5 separate regions of the Mus musculus genome follow, and all the other regions are linked to region 3. A link is a contact called in public ChIA-PET and promoter capture Hi-C data. All regions are on one chromosome and are shown on one strand. Each heading gives the region's core, a stretch centred on a gene start, on an enhancer-like site or on the middle of the called end of the contact. The rest is flanking DNA. Distances are from core to core; before and after follow the strand shown.

Region 1 (2,700 bases), core at 115-2,614, 810 kb after region 3:
CTTCTCACACCCGTTCAAACAAGACTTTAGTAACAGAGGCTCAGCAGATTTCTGTTTGATGTGAGTCCCCAAAACGTGATGGCCTCAACAGCCATAAACCAAAGGTCACAAGTACTCAAAGACAGAAGACACCAGGAAGGAATGCTGCACACAGTGACTCCCAAGGGACCTTCCCCTTCAACAAGGCACAGCCATTCTACCAACCTCATATCACCGTCCTAAGAAGGCCTAAAGGATACTGAGTTCTTTCTGTCTTGTCACTGTGTCTTCTGCCAATTATTCTTAGCTGTTTTTATGTTTCTAACTGACCGAAGTTGATCAATTGTTGGTTGCAAACCTCGCGCTGTTTTCTGGAAATGACATTTAAGAAACTAACAGGAATACAGCCACTTTACAAAATGCATCAACCAGCTCCAATAATTTCAGTCAATACGTTTTCTCTTCCCCGCTATATTGACAGCCTTTTAAAAGCTTTTGGGGGCGGGGGGGGGGGGAACCCAGCTAAATACTGCTCCGTCTTTACTACTCCGCTAACACAGTACCTTCTAGTTCAGGAGACTTGCACAATTTAAAAACTTCACCTCCGCACTCCACCATCCCTGGCTACAGTAACCCGCAAACCCCCAAAGGTGAAGAACTATGATACTACAGTAACATTCCAAATTAAAATAGCGAAAGCTAAAATACGACAGGAAAGAGGTGCCAAGCAGCTAACAATGTACGGCTACTCAGAACAATCACCCCAGGAACCAACTAGTACTCTGGATATTTCTATTGGGTTCAGGTGCTCAAATCCATTTACGCGTCACACGTGTGGCCCGAAGGCACCCAAACAAAGACTGAGTCTCCGGCGGCGTCCGCCCCGCTCCCTCGGCCCTGCCTTGGGGACCTGCCCTGCTCACCTGCACGTCCAGGGCAGGGGGCCGGCGGCTGCTAGGTGCGCGATGGGGCCGGTGTCACGTGCTACCACATCCCGCCGGTGGCCGCGCCTCCCCGCACTGCCCGACGTCTCCGAGGGCCGGCGGCTGCGCTCCGCGGCGAGGGCCCGGCATGCTGGGCGGCGCCCGGGGCTGTTTTCCCAGAAGCGCTGGCAGCCGGACTGGCCGACCTGGAAGAAGAGAAGAGCGATCAGCCGTGGCCTTTCCCTGCCCCGGGCCGCTCGAGCCCGCCCCGCCGCGTCGCCCACCTGAGGCCCGCGCTGGGGAGCACTGGCCCGGCCGCCTGGCTCGTCATCGGGCCGAACGTCGGCCCGGACGCTCCTGCCTCCCGGGACCCCGCGCCCGGTTTACAGCTCTCCTAACATTTCCCGCCCGGCCCCGCCCGGTCAGGCCCGCCGCCTTCACGGGGCCGCACCCTCGGGGGCGCCTTTCCGGCTTCTCAGCCACTCCGGGCCCGTTTCCGGCTTCCCAGCCACTCTGCGTCCGTGCTACCTGCCTACGGCCTGCGCTCCGACCCGCTCTTCCGGGGATACGCACCGCCCCCTCTCTGCGTGTGGAGAACCGCAGAGCCCCGGGAGTGGGCGGGCTTAGAGACGCTCCACCCAGAGTGTTGCAGCTCAGCTGGGTGCCGATCCAATCGAGGGCCGAATAATCGCTCCGCCGTTGCTAGGAGACCAGAACTGATACACGTGCTAGGGGTGCGTTCTGAACTCCAACGTTCTCCAGACTCTGCTTTTCTGTCCAGATGGCATGGCCTCAAGTAGGGAAGCATGAATCCACATAACACAACGTTTTTAAATATAGGATTGGGCCAGACGGCGGTGTGGCCCAGGAGTAATCGGGTTTCGATTCTGAAACTCTTTTACCCTGTGTGAAGTTTCCCTGCTCCCACATCATAAAAGATGATGTTGGGATTTGTGCAGGTGTTTTTCTTCTCTCTTTGCCTTCCCGTCCCTTCTGCACGGACAGGCACAGTGCTTACTTAGAATAATCATTGGAACCACAACATCTGCTCGGTAGCCAACTTTTGACATAATGTTTATTCATATGAGTGGGTGGGTGGATGTGAAAGCAAATGTGCATGTGTAAAAGAAGTTAGAGAACAACTTACACTCTCTTTCCCACATGTGGGTACCAGGGACTAAAGAGCCTTACCCTCTTTGCCACCTTGTCAGTCTATTTATGGCAATATCCCATACCCCACAATTCACTAATCATACCTAAGTATTTACCCAATACAGAAACATATACATGTGTGTATGTATGTATGTATGTACAAAGACATATGTACTAAGTTCCTTGCAACTTTGTTAATGATCTGTCATCAACCAATAAAGAGTTGCACTGAATCACCGTTGTGGAGCCCTAGGCAGCAATAAAAAGTAACAAGCTATTTGCATGTAGGTAGACCTCTAGAAGCTTTCTACACTGAGCAAAAAAACATCAGAAACAAAAGACTAGAAGTCTGTATAAAATTCTAGAAAAGGCCAAGACTTTACTAACAGCTCTGATGGATGTTGGAAGTTAGTGATAGGTGAAGAGATGAAATTGCCTATATAGAAAGACAGACATGAGGGACCATTTTGGATAATGGTTACATGCCTGTATATGTTTATAAAGATTGATCAAATAGTAAAGATTGGTGAGTTTTGTCATGTGTAAAAATGCATTTAAAAAGTAAGAGGTGGGGCATAGTGGTGCACACGAGTACTACCAATACTTGAGGATACTAAGGCAGGAAGGTCAGAAATTCAAGGTCATT
Region 2 (2,700 bases), core at 199-2,698, 660 kb before region 3:
ACTCTTTCTGCAAGAGTCAGTCACTTTGAACCCAACTCTAGCCACAACCAGTGTGGATTTCAAGGGCCTGTTCTGCAGAGGGGGAACCGACAACAATCCAAAACTGGGACAATACTGAGCCCCCGAGGCACCTGGCAGAGCTTCAGCTGTATCGGGTGCGGCCGGCCAGACCCCTTGAACAATTTAAGTAGTCCTGAAGCCAGGACCTGGTAAGGCAAGCGAGCCTGCTGCAAATCAACTCTGGGACTGAATGGCCACCCCTGCCAGGGACATGTCATGCTTGCCAGAGGCGGGAATGCAAGCTGTCAAGAAACCTCAGACATTCAGTAGAAGCTTTTAGGTTTGATAGACAGGAGGAGTCTGTCTTTTGCAGCAAGAGCAGCATCAGGGTAAGCAAGCATCCCAGTGGAAAGGAGAAGTGGGACTGCAGGTAGATGGGAAAGAAGCGGGGGTCCTGAGCAACTACAGGACACCACACTTTCGAGCCCAGCTTCATGGCTGATAATGTAGGTCTTTTTGGAGTTTGTACAAATAAGGAACTCCCGGACAAGGTCTGAAGGTGTGTCTTTGGGGAAGACCCCATGTTCTCAAAGCTGCAAAATGTGAATCCTAAACACTACTTTGCTAGCTGGGGTAAAAAATAAAAAAATAAAAAAGGTGGGGTGAGAGAAGCCCCCAAAATATGTGCAGACAAGATGTAACAAGTGTTTTCGGAGATATACACCTGAGTCACGGGGTGCTGAAAGGAAAGTGAGGAGTCTGACTGGGGGCTTCTGCTGAAACCTTTCTAGAGAAGGGAGCCCCGGTGGCGTGGTGCCCCCAGACCGTCTCCCCGCCCCCATCTTGGGCCACCAGGGAACCAGCTCGAACCCCTCCAGGAATTTCCCTTACTCACCACTCGGCCTGAAAACCTCTCGGTGGCTCTCTTGACTTTGCCGTAGGTACCTTTGCCCAGGGTCTCTTGCAGCTCATAGCGATGCTTCAAGTTGTGTTTGTGGTGATGTCGCTTCACCCCGTGCGGCTTCCTGGGCTCCACTGGGGCTGCAGTCGCCCCGGCCACCGCCTCCAGCGGAGAGCCCGGCAAGCCGGTCTCTACAGCAGGGCCATCCCCTGCCGCGGACACTGCCGCCCCTTCCATGACCAAGCGCAGGGCGAGCCGAGTTGGAGAGGGCAGGTCCCGGCACAGGGGCTCGGGGTGGTCCCCACCGAGGGAAACCGGGGTGCGTTCAAGGTCGCCCCCGCAGCAGCATTGCTGAGACGACCCGACCTGGCTCTGGCTGCCGCTGGGGCACTAGCGGCGGCGGCGGCGGCGACTGCACATCTGGCGTCCCGGGCGCGCACGCTCGGCGCACCGCCCCCTGGCCAGCCGCGGCAATCTGCGGAGCGTCCGGCGAGGTGGCAGCGATGTCAGGGGAGGCGGTGGTGTTGGCGAGAAGGAGGGGAGAGGGTGGCTCCGCGCGCTGGAGAGGAGTGTTATGTGGGGCGCCGCGCCCCCCGCCCCCGCGCCGGGAGGACGCGCAGACGGGGCGGGGCGAGAGGGGAACGCGGGGCGGGCGCCCGGGTGTCCCCACCTCCGCGCCGGGCCACCGAGCAGGGAGGGGGCGGGGTGCGTGTCGTTGTTCACTCTTTGTGCGGCGCGGCGCAGGCCGGGGCGGCGGCCCGGCTGCTTTGTCCTCGCCGGGTGGGGACGCAAGGTCCCGGGTGGGTCGAGGTGGAGGGGTTGGGGATCGTCAGTGCTCTTGTCCCCTCCCCGAGCGTCCCGCACTCACCCTCCGGAACTACTGCGGGCCGTCCGCAGCTAGCTTGGGCCGATCGGCCTCGGATAAAGGTCGCAGGTCCCCGAGGCCGCAGAGGCGACAACGCACAGAGCCAGGCTCACGCTCTGTGGCCCGGGGCTGTAGCCTCCTGGGCCACCCTTCTTCATGTTTGTTATGGTGTGGCGGAGGCCGCCAGGCTCGCTGGAGCAGGGGGAGGCTGGGTTGAAAGGAGGCCCAGCGGTGTTGGGTTACCGGCGGTGAGTCACAGTCCCCTCCAGCCGCCGAGGCCCTGCAGGCCCCCAGCTCCGGCACGGTCAGGGCAGGGCCCTCCTGGAGCAACCGCGGAGCCTGGAAAGTCCCCGAGAGGGATGCTTCGGAACCCCGGCTCTCTCAGGGAGAAAGGCGGAGTCAGGAACGAAGGGAGGCTCGAAGGAGGAACCCGGCCCTTCTCCAGGGCTCCGATCTCCCGGTAAAGTTCGGGAGTCCAACAGGGACCAACACCTAAGAGGAGGGAAGTGGGGGCCTGGATGGAGCTGGGTCCCCTGAGCTGCCCAGCGCCATTGGAAAGACCCCTTTCCGACAAACCAAGGCTCTGAGATAAGCCTAGGCCTTGGCCTGCTGAGCAGTTCCTTGTCCAAGCCAGAGGCCACTTGCAGGCCTCTTGACCCCCTCAGGCGATGGGAATTTTCCTTTGACTAAAACGGCCAGATCTCACCCCACCAGGTGAAGGTCAGGCAGGAAGGCCTCCCAGCAAGGCTGCCCTGGTTCTCCTGAGATGAAGGGAGGAAAAATAAGACATGAAAAAATTAAAGGTATCTTGAGAAATTTTTTAAAGTAATTTCACATAAATTACATTGTTCCACACTAGGGTGGGAAGACCGACCAGGAAGAGCATCTGGTGTAGTCTCCAAGTACTGGCACTTCCTTCTGCAGCCCTCAGGTT
Region 3 (2,700 bases), core at 153-2,652:
AGACAGCAAGAACTGACTGGGGTCAGATCTATAAGAAATACTGGACTACCTGTACTTGTAGGTTCAGAAGGAGCCAAAAGCTCCCTGGTACCTTCATTGGTTTATGAAACAGAATATACCACTGCTTTGAATTATAGCCTTAATTACTAGCAAAACTGTAAGTCAATTTGGAAAGAAAGTTATAAAGTTCTGCATTGTAATTTTGCCCAGGGTTCAATCTTGAAATCACCTATTAAAATCCTATTAAGAATTCAGGAGTCTATGACAATAAAAGATTGGTACTCAGTTAATACCACAGTTCAAACTCTCCTAATCATCATTCTCTTTTAGTTCTGTAAAACAAGATTATCATAATTTCAGCACAGTGATCTGAATGGACTTAATTCATCGATTTGATAACGGTTAAGCTCTAGTTCATTCTATTTAAGAACTGAACCAAGGTTAGCTCCCTCTCAGGATTTTTTGTTGTTGCTGTTAGCATCCCTTTTCTGAGACTTGATAAACACTTGCTATCCAGTTACACCACGCTGATTACTTTCATTTAAAAATTGAGGTCCCCTGTCCTGTGTATGTTTCCACTTGATAACTAGGTCGTGAAAAGAAAAAAAATCTCACGTTTTGGTATAATTTCTCAGTAAAGCCCCCTTACACCCACAGTCTCTCTTCTTATCTTTCCCAAAAGTGTAGGGTGGACTTATTGTCATTTTTATCTTAAAGATGTTGAGAGTCAAGGAAAAGCTAATAGCAATTATCTAGTCAGGTAGCCATTTCGTCACGTCTCTGCTTCCTCCTCACAGCCTTCCTAGGCAGCTATCACAAGCCCCCTTGGAAGCTCACTGTCCTGTTTCCCATCTGAAGCAGAGGCAACGCTGAACCCAGAGGACTTCCCAGACAGCATCTTCTTAGGCTGCTCAATACTTTACAGGACCCCACCAGGGATCCCCCCTCCCCCCAAGGCTGGCAAGAACGTGGAGGGGCCCTGACGAAGCCCTAGTTAGGAAGTGACAGTTTTCCTCCCTCTCCAGTTCAATTCTCACATCGATGAACCAACCTTCTTTCGCTACCAAAATTCAAGGCCCCCTGAAAGGCCTTGGGCATCCGCTGTGTGATGAGGGCGAACCTGACATGTTTACGCTCAAGGACTCCAGGTGGACCAACAACAACAACAAAAACCCCACACAAATTAGCAAGGCCTCGCCTCACCCTATCACTCGGTGACACAGGCTCGCAGAGCGCCCTGGGGAGAGCGACTGACAGAGGCCCTGCCCGTCACTCCCTTAGGGCAGCAGCTAAAGGTTGAAGCCCCTGGGCGAAGGAGAGGGAGACACCGGCGAGCATGCCGCCCTCCTCAGGGGAGAAGTTCTAAACCCCCATAACCGTTAGTTCCCTCGAGCCCGGAGAGTGGCCGAAGACTCGGGCGAGGCCGGAGGCGCGCGCCTCGCCGGGGCAGCGCCCCCTCGCCTGCTCTGATTGGGTGGCCGGGGCGGAGGGGGCGGGGAGACCCTCCGGATGAGGCGCGCGCGCAGGCTGGCCGGGGGCTGCTGGGAGGGCTGCGCGCGCCGAGCGACCGGTGGGCGCGGGAGGTGGGGGGGCGGAGGGCCGGGGGCGCGAGTGCGCGTGCGCGTCGGAACCCGAGGCGCGGGAGGAGGCGGGAGCTCCGGAGGCTGCGGAGGGGGCGGGTCGCGTCAGGCGCCACGTCCGCAGCCAGAAGCCGCCGCTGCCGCCGCCGCCGCCTCGCACCGACCTCGCACCGAGAGTCTTCCGACTTCTGAGCCGGAGAAGAGCATCTAGGTCGCGTAAGCCACTCCCGGGCCGCATCAGGGCCTCTGCTGCCCCGGCCGCTTCTGCTGTTCTCCGTGCCACCGCTCCCTCCGCCCGGCCGCAGCTCCCGGCCTCGACCCCGCGGTGAGTGAGTGTGTCCCATGGCTGGGGCGGGGGCGGGAGGGTGTCGTCGGCCTGAGTGGCCGCACTCCGGGCCCTTTCCCGTTAGCCTCATCTGCACCTCACCTGCACGACCCCGGGGCCTGGCCGCTCCAGCCTGGCCCTTTGCGGGGGGACACTGAACGGGAGGGGGATGGGCGGGAGTCGTTGGGGGGCGTACGGAGGTATGGGGTTACCCCAGTGGGTCCACGAGTTTGTGGACGCGGTGTCTGCAGTTGAAGGGAGTCGCTCTGGAAGCCTGGGTCTGACCTCTTGCCTTGAGTGTCAGGCTGGTGCGGAGGAGGAGATGGGGCATCCGAGGAGGAGCCCAGCTTCCTTGCCCCACTTAACTTCTGACCTGTTGATAAACGGTCCCGGTGGGTTCAAGTACACAGGGCTTGGCTCCAAGCGGAGATTCCCGCTGCTCTTCCTAAATCGGGAACTCCACTCCCACGCCTGTTCTAAGCCCGCAGGTGTGGGAATGAAGAGGGGCGCTGGCAGTGTCAAGGAGTGACTGGGGAGCAGGGGGGAAGGAGTCCTGGAGCAGCCGCCAGTGCAGTCACTGCCGACCCCAAGCTCAATCCAAAACCGAGCCTGCCATGCACAAGCAGCATCTAGTCTAGCCCCGGAGCTGCCACTCGGGATCAAGTTGGATCGTCTCTCTTAAGCCCGTCTTATATTGGAATTCCGCAGGAACTAGGGTGTGCTGGATGGACAACGAAGGGGCGGAGGAAGGAGGTGTCCAAGCCAGCACCAGCCTCTAGGGTCATTTTCTGCCTC
Region 4 (2,700 bases), core at 174-2,673, 550 kb before region 3:
GAGGAGCCAAGAGTTCTACATCTTGATCCAAAGGCAGCAACAGGAGACTCTTCCACAGGCAGCCAGGAAGAGGCTCTGATTTCCACACTGGGCAGAGCTTGAGCATAGCCAACCTCAAAGCCCAGTGACACACTTCCTCTAACAAGGCCACACCTCCTAATAGTGCCACTCCCTGTGAGCCAAGCATTCAAAGACATGAGTCTAGAGGGGGGTGGGGGGAGGCAGCAAACCTATTCAGACCACCACAGGGTTAGGGTTGGCTAGCTCATTGAATGTTACCCAGGCTGAAACTGCTTTCAGTATTCTCTCGGGCTCTGTTTTAGCCGAGCCTACATCCTATGATACTGTCTGCAGTCTTCTGAGCTCCTGTCAGTGTTGGTATTTTGACATTCACAATATTATCTTCAAAGACTCTAATCACAGAGCCCCATAACACGCTAATATTGATGAAAATTTTGAAATATTATGAGAATAACCAAATTGTAACACAAAATTAAATGAGAACATGCCTTATGGGAAATGGCTCTGGTAAACTGCTTTACGGGAAATGGCACTGGTAGACCTGCCTTGGAAGATGCACGGTTCCCAAACCTTTCACTTAAAAAAAAAAATCACAATTTTCAACCTGATAACAAAATCTAGGTAACACTGTTTCTAAATAAGCAAATTATCTGAACAGATACTTTTCAAAAGAAGAAATACAAGTCTGGAACTAATAGAAAAAAATACTTACCATCTTTAGCCCAGAGAAATGCAAATACAAGCCACAATGAGATTCTATCTCCTCTCAGAATGACTACCAAAAACAAAAACCAAAAAGGTGGTAAGCATCAAAAGAGAGAAGGTAGAGAAACATATAGAATGAATGTCCATTGTGATTCTTAATTTTTAAGATTTTTAAAAATTATTATTTATTTTATGTATGTGAGTCCACTATAGCTGTCTTCAGACACACCAGACGAGGGCATCAGATCCCATTACAGATGGTTGTGAACCACCACGTGGTTGCTGGGAATTGAACTCAGGACCTCTGGAAGAGCAGTCAGTGCTCTTAACCGCTGAGCCATCTCTCCAGCTCCCATTGTGGTTCCCTAAAATCTTGATCTTTATATGACCTAGCTTTCCCACTTTTGAGTATATATCCAAAGACAACTAAAACAGAGTATCAACAAGATGTCTACATGCCCATGTTTAATCATGACAGTATTCATAATAGCTAAGACACTAAGTGACCCTAAGGGCCCTTTAATAGATAAAGAAAATGTGATCTATGTTCACAACAAAATATCATTCAGCCATAAATAAGAATGTCCACAACAAGATCCTATTGCAGAAAACACCACACCTGGTAGTTGTAAGCATGATGAAACCGAGCTGGAATTGAGCTGGAATGTCTCCCCTGACTTGCTCTCTTCAATAGTGCTGGAAAGTGATGTGCAGGTGGCTGGGGTTTGGGCATGGGGGAGTTGTTAAGGCTACCAACTGTGTTACATACCTGTGTACACTATATGCCATACTATTGGTCTGCCAGGCAAGACATGCCTGTGCATGCAGTCATGGCATGGTTGCTATAGAGGTAAACAACTGCTCTCTGATTGGACTTGAGGCCTGCACCACAGGAAGAAATTCATATCTGCTACTGTAAACAAGGTCAAAAGCCCATGGCCCAGGAGGTCATAGGCCCTAGAGGAGAAGCTACTACTGTTGTTCCTAAATGAGCTAGGAAGCCCCAGAGCTAGCTAGCTAGCGAGGTTTCCCACCAGTACTCTCTGGATATGATTAAAAGCCCTTGCCTCAAAGAATATGGTGAAAGAATGGTTAAAACTGATTCTAGACATCAACCTTAAGCTCCACATATGTACGCATACATGTGCATGTTTCCACACATGTGTGTCCACACACATGCAAATACCTACATACTACACACACATATAACACACATACACAATCACACACACAGAGGACAGGACAGAGAGAGGTTGGGGGAGATGTGAATAGAGGTTGGGTTTCATTAGTGCACACTGCATGCATGTGTGGAAATGTCACACTGGATGCCATTAACATGTATAATTAATATATGTTAATAAAAATGAAACAATTCTCTGAAAATGAAATTATCTTAAGAGGACAGTAAAGTGAAGTGCAATAAACTAGTTGTACCAGTTCCTCTCTGCAGCCTGGGGAGGGAAGGTCACCTTCTCTCTTCTCTCTCCCCTCTTTCCTTCTCCCTTTCCTTCCAGCTTCAGTCTCTCCACATGACGAGATAAAACACACTAAAATTTCAAAATCAGTGTCCTGAGGAAATTTAAGGCCTTACCCAAGATCTCCACAAGTTGCTTGGAAACATCTTTTCTGAAGTTTACTATCCTAGCCACTTCAGACTCCATGAACTTGTACATTGAGATGGTCTACCTTCCCGTCTCTGGTCCTATGTGCCTATGCAGGCAATAGTGACATGATGCTATGAAAGCAAACAACTGCTCTCTGATTGGCTGTGAGGCCTGCACCACAGGAGGAAATTCATGTCTGCTACTATAAACAAGGTCAAAAGCCTATGGTCCTGGAGGTCATAGGCCCTAGGGGAGACTGTTATAGATGGAACAGCAGCCCTTCTTCAGTCTCTATGGAAACATCCCCCACGCTCACTTAGAAGGCAGTCTAAATACATAGATATGGTCAGAGACATTGGGGAACTGAAGA
Region 5 (2,774 bases), core at 72-2,571, 860 kb after region 3:
TTTAGATCTGGGTTTAAACTGGAAATGTCCAACCCGTAAAATCTAATCAACGATCTTCAAAACGGAAAAACTGCTCACAAATTTCTGAGGCGATATGTCTATCATGATTTTGCTATTATATAACTTACGCATTATAAAAAGCATCATATATATATATATATATAATATGTATGTGTGTATAATATATATGTATATAATATATGCGTATATATATTATACACACACACACACACACGGATATAATGTACAATTTTCATGTGTCACTTAATAAATTAGCAAGACTCTACCAACCAGCCTTCCCTTCTTCCACACAACAAAGGAAAATACTGTTTCACTGCTGTGGACTTTTTCTCCCTAGTATACCTTGCAAAGTGGTGCAAGGCTTCTCTGTGTAACCAGTCCTGAATGGATCTTCCATTTCCCAGCCTCCAGGGATTATAGGCCCGAGCCACCAAGCGAAGCCTATCAGAAACTTTTTACTAAGACAAAGGACTGCAAATCTTTATTGCATTCTCATGGCATTTATGAGACGGTGTCACTTAACACATGTGCCAAAACCTCACAAGTGTTTTCTTCCTCAACGTTTATCGGAACTTTCGAGTACACACGGCGGTGGCGACAGCAGGCCCAGGGTTTCAGATCCTGGTCTCTGGCTCCCAAGCCTTCAGCTGAAACACATCATTCAGGCTGAGAGAAGTGGACTCGATACGAATTCAGGGTTGTCTTCCTAGATGGGTACAGATAAGTTACCCACCAACTCGGGGGTCCTCCGCCAAGAGCATATTAAAAGCTCGAATCATGCCGATTGTCGTTACGTTAAAACCCAGTTAAGTTTGGAGAATGCCATCTGTAAACGTTAACTAAATATCAGGACTCAAGAGAAACAGAGTTCCTGGCTGGCGGTGCCAACTTGGGAAAGTCCACAGAAATCTCGGAAGACCAGGAACACCGTGTCTGATGGTGCGTGGGGAAAACACGCGTGAGCCCCCACGCTGCGTCCGTCTGTCCTCGTGTGTGTGGACCTGGCGCGTGCAGTCTGCAGAGGAGGGAGACCTGGAACCCCGCAGCCCTGCGCTGGGCGGAGGCCGCCGGTTCGCGGCGGAGTCGCGGCCTGCAGCTCCCAAGGCCGCTGCCCCAACTCACCTGCATGTTGGGCACAAAGCCCTTCTTGATCCTCCAGCAGTTTTTATTGATCTTGTCCAAGAACTGTAGCTCATCGTTGTAGTTACGACTCATGGTGGCGGCGAGGCCAGCGATAGCTCCTGGCTACGCTTAGAAAGAGAAACCACCCCGCAGTCCACCCGCTCCACGCAGCGCCGCCTCTCAGGGCGCAGGCGCGACCAGCTCCGCTCCAGGAGGGAAGATGGCAAGCGCCGAGGCTCAAAACTCTTCGCGCGAGTCCTGATCATCTCGTTACAATGAATTACAGCGCTAGTCTTCACTTGCACTTCCCCCCCCTCTTTCTTTCTCTCCCTCTTTCTTTCTTTCTCTCTCTCTCTCTTCCTTCCTTTCTTCCTTTCTTTCTTTCTTTCTTTCTTTCTTTCTTCTTTCTTCCTTCCTTCCTTTCCTTCCTTTCTTTCCTTCTTCCTTTCTTTTCCTCTTTCTTTCTTTCTTTCTTTCTTTCTTTCTTCCCCTCTTTCTTTCTTTCCCTCTTTCTTTCTTTCTTTCTTTCTTTCTTTCTGTCTGTCTGTCTGTCTGTCTTTCTTCCTTCCTTCCTTCCTTTTTTCTTTCTTTCTTTCCTTTTCTTTCTTTTCCTCTTTCTTTCTTTCCCTCTTTCTTTCTTTCTTTCTTTCTTTCTCCCCCTCTTTCTTTCTTCCCCTCTTTCTTTCTTTCCCTCTATCTTTCTTTCTTCCCCTCTTTCTTTCTTTCTTTCTTTCTTTCTTTCTTTCTCTCTCTTTTTCCTTTCTTCCCCCCTCCCCCTTTCTCTCTCCCTCCCTCCCTTCACCCCCCCCCCTTTTTTAAAGTAAGATCTCGATACTTAGCCTTGGTGAGCCTATGTATCCGGGTTGGCTTCGAACTCTCACAGATACCCTTGCCAATGTCTCCTGACTGCTGCTATTGAAGACATACTGCTTTAAGAATGTTTTTGAGCTGCTCCTGAAACCTCTTCACCCTGGATCAGGTCAACTGCTATATAGAACATACAGTTTGGAGTTCATGCCCCATGAACATTAGTGAAACAGCTGAGCAAGATAAAATACTAATGACGTTTGCAATGTATCAGAATGAGATTGAAGATGTACAACAAACACTCCATTACAAAATGAGCATCCAAAAGAAGCATATCACAACACTGTATCATTTATTTCTACAAATGCTTGTGAAGGAAATCTGCTCTGGCCAGCAATTCCCTACAAAGATGGATAAATCCCTCTTTCAGGGATCACTGTGTTCCATAGCTTTGTTTGGACTGTGTCCTGTGTCTGTACCTTTAAACTTAATTGACTCTTGCTCTTGGGATAAGAAAGCTGGCAGTGATTTGCAGGATAGTCCTACCCTGTGAAAAACACCACCATAGCAATCAGGAAGACTTGGGTTCAGGTTCCGCCTATGCCATTACCACCTTTGTGTGATACATTCCTCTGTTTTCACTTCTATGAAATGGGATCATAATTATTCATAGTGGCTCTGAAGGTCACAGACATGAAACTGGAGGAGTAACTAGACCAGGATGTTAAGTACTTATACAGCCCTCTTCTATCCCCCAGTAACCTAAGGAGTTAAGCAAAGGGTGTGGTTTCTGTTCATTTTTACATATCCACCCTGGCTGTCCC

The links. Promoter capture Hi-C pulls out the DNA fragments that hold promoters and counts their contacts. ChIA-PET counts read pairs in DNA pulled down with a chosen protein or histone mark. Capture Hi-C pulls out chosen DNA fragments and counts their contacts.
Region 1: a promoter capture Hi-C map of liver shows a contact between it and region 3, with 4 times the contacts expected there. The contact joins the promoter of Prdm4 here to the promoter of Fhl4 in region 3. A contact is called at or near these places in 14 of 39 promoter capture datasets (the 3T3-L1 cell line, 3T3-L1-derived adipocytes, cranial neural crest and 8 more), 3 of 484 Hi-C or Micro-C datasets (B cells, CD4 T cells and CD8 T cells), 5 of 115 datasets of contacts at active chromatin or transcription factors (astrocytes, extraembryonic endoderm stem cells, large pre-B cells and 2 more) and 2 of 9 other capture datasets (adipose tissue and embryonic stem cells).
Region 2: a promoter capture Hi-C map of liver shows a contact between it and region 3, with 2.3 times the contacts expected there. The contact joins the promoter of Nuak1 here to the promoter of Fhl4 in region 3. A contact is called at or near these places in 4 of 39 promoter capture datasets (cranial neural crest, hippocampal neurons, liver and 1 more), 1 of 484 Hi-C or Micro-C datasets (embryonic stem cells) and 1 of 9 other capture datasets (liver).
Region 4: a promoter capture Hi-C map of pre-B cells shows a contact between it and region 3, with 4 times the contacts expected there. The contact joins the promoter of Platr7 here to the promoter of Fhl4 in region 3. A contact is called at or near these places in 4 of 39 promoter capture datasets (the 3T3-L1 cell line, liver, pre-B cells and 1 more), 1 of 115 datasets of contacts at active chromatin or transcription factors (extraembryonic endoderm stem cells) and 1 of 9 other capture datasets (adipose tissue).
Region 5: a contact with region 3 is called in an RNA polymerase II ChIA-PET map of memory CD8 T cells, with 13 read pairs. The contact joins the promoter of Rtcb here to the promoter of Fhl4 in region 3. A contact is called at or near these places in 2 of 39 promoter capture datasets (hippocampal neurons and liver) and 2 of 115 datasets of contacts at active chromatin or transcription factors (large pre-B cells and memory CD8 T cells).

What each region holds. Positions count from the first base shown.
Region 1 is chr10:85,915,622-85,918,321 of GRCm38.p6, forward strand. Prdm4 (PR domain containing 4) reads right to left here and starts at 1,365. Exons shown (of 12, transcript NM_001302886.1): 1 at 1,187-1,365; 2 at 903-1,108.
Region 2 is chr10:84,439,220-84,441,919 of GRCm38.p6, forward strand. Nuak1 (NUAK family, SNF1-like kinase, 1) reads right to left here and starts at 1,449. Exons shown (of 7, transcript NM_001004363.2): 1 at 896-1,449. The coding sequence starts at 1,138.
Region 3 is chr10:85,101,093-85,103,792 of GRCm38.p6, forward strand. Fhl4 (four and a half LIM domains 4) reads right to left here and starts at 1,403. Exons shown (of 2, transcript NM_010214.4): 1 at 1,204-1,403. It overlaps Tmem263 (transmembrane protein 263), which reads left to right and starts at 1,535. Exons shown (of 3, transcript NM_001013028.2): 1 at 1,535-1,905.
Region 4 is chr10:84,551,915-84,554,614 of GRCm38.p6, forward strand. It overlaps Platr7 (pluripotency associated transcript 7), which reads right to left and starts at 1,424. Exons shown (of 4, transcript NR_040658.1): 1 at 1,346-1,424; 2 at 734-796.
Region 5 is chr10:85,956,472-85,959,245 of GRCm38.p6, forward strand. Rtcb (RNA 2',3'-cyclic phosphate and 5'-OH ligase) reads right to left here and starts at 1,322. Exons shown (of 12, transcript NM_145422.4): 1 at 1,144-1,322. The coding sequence starts at 1,236.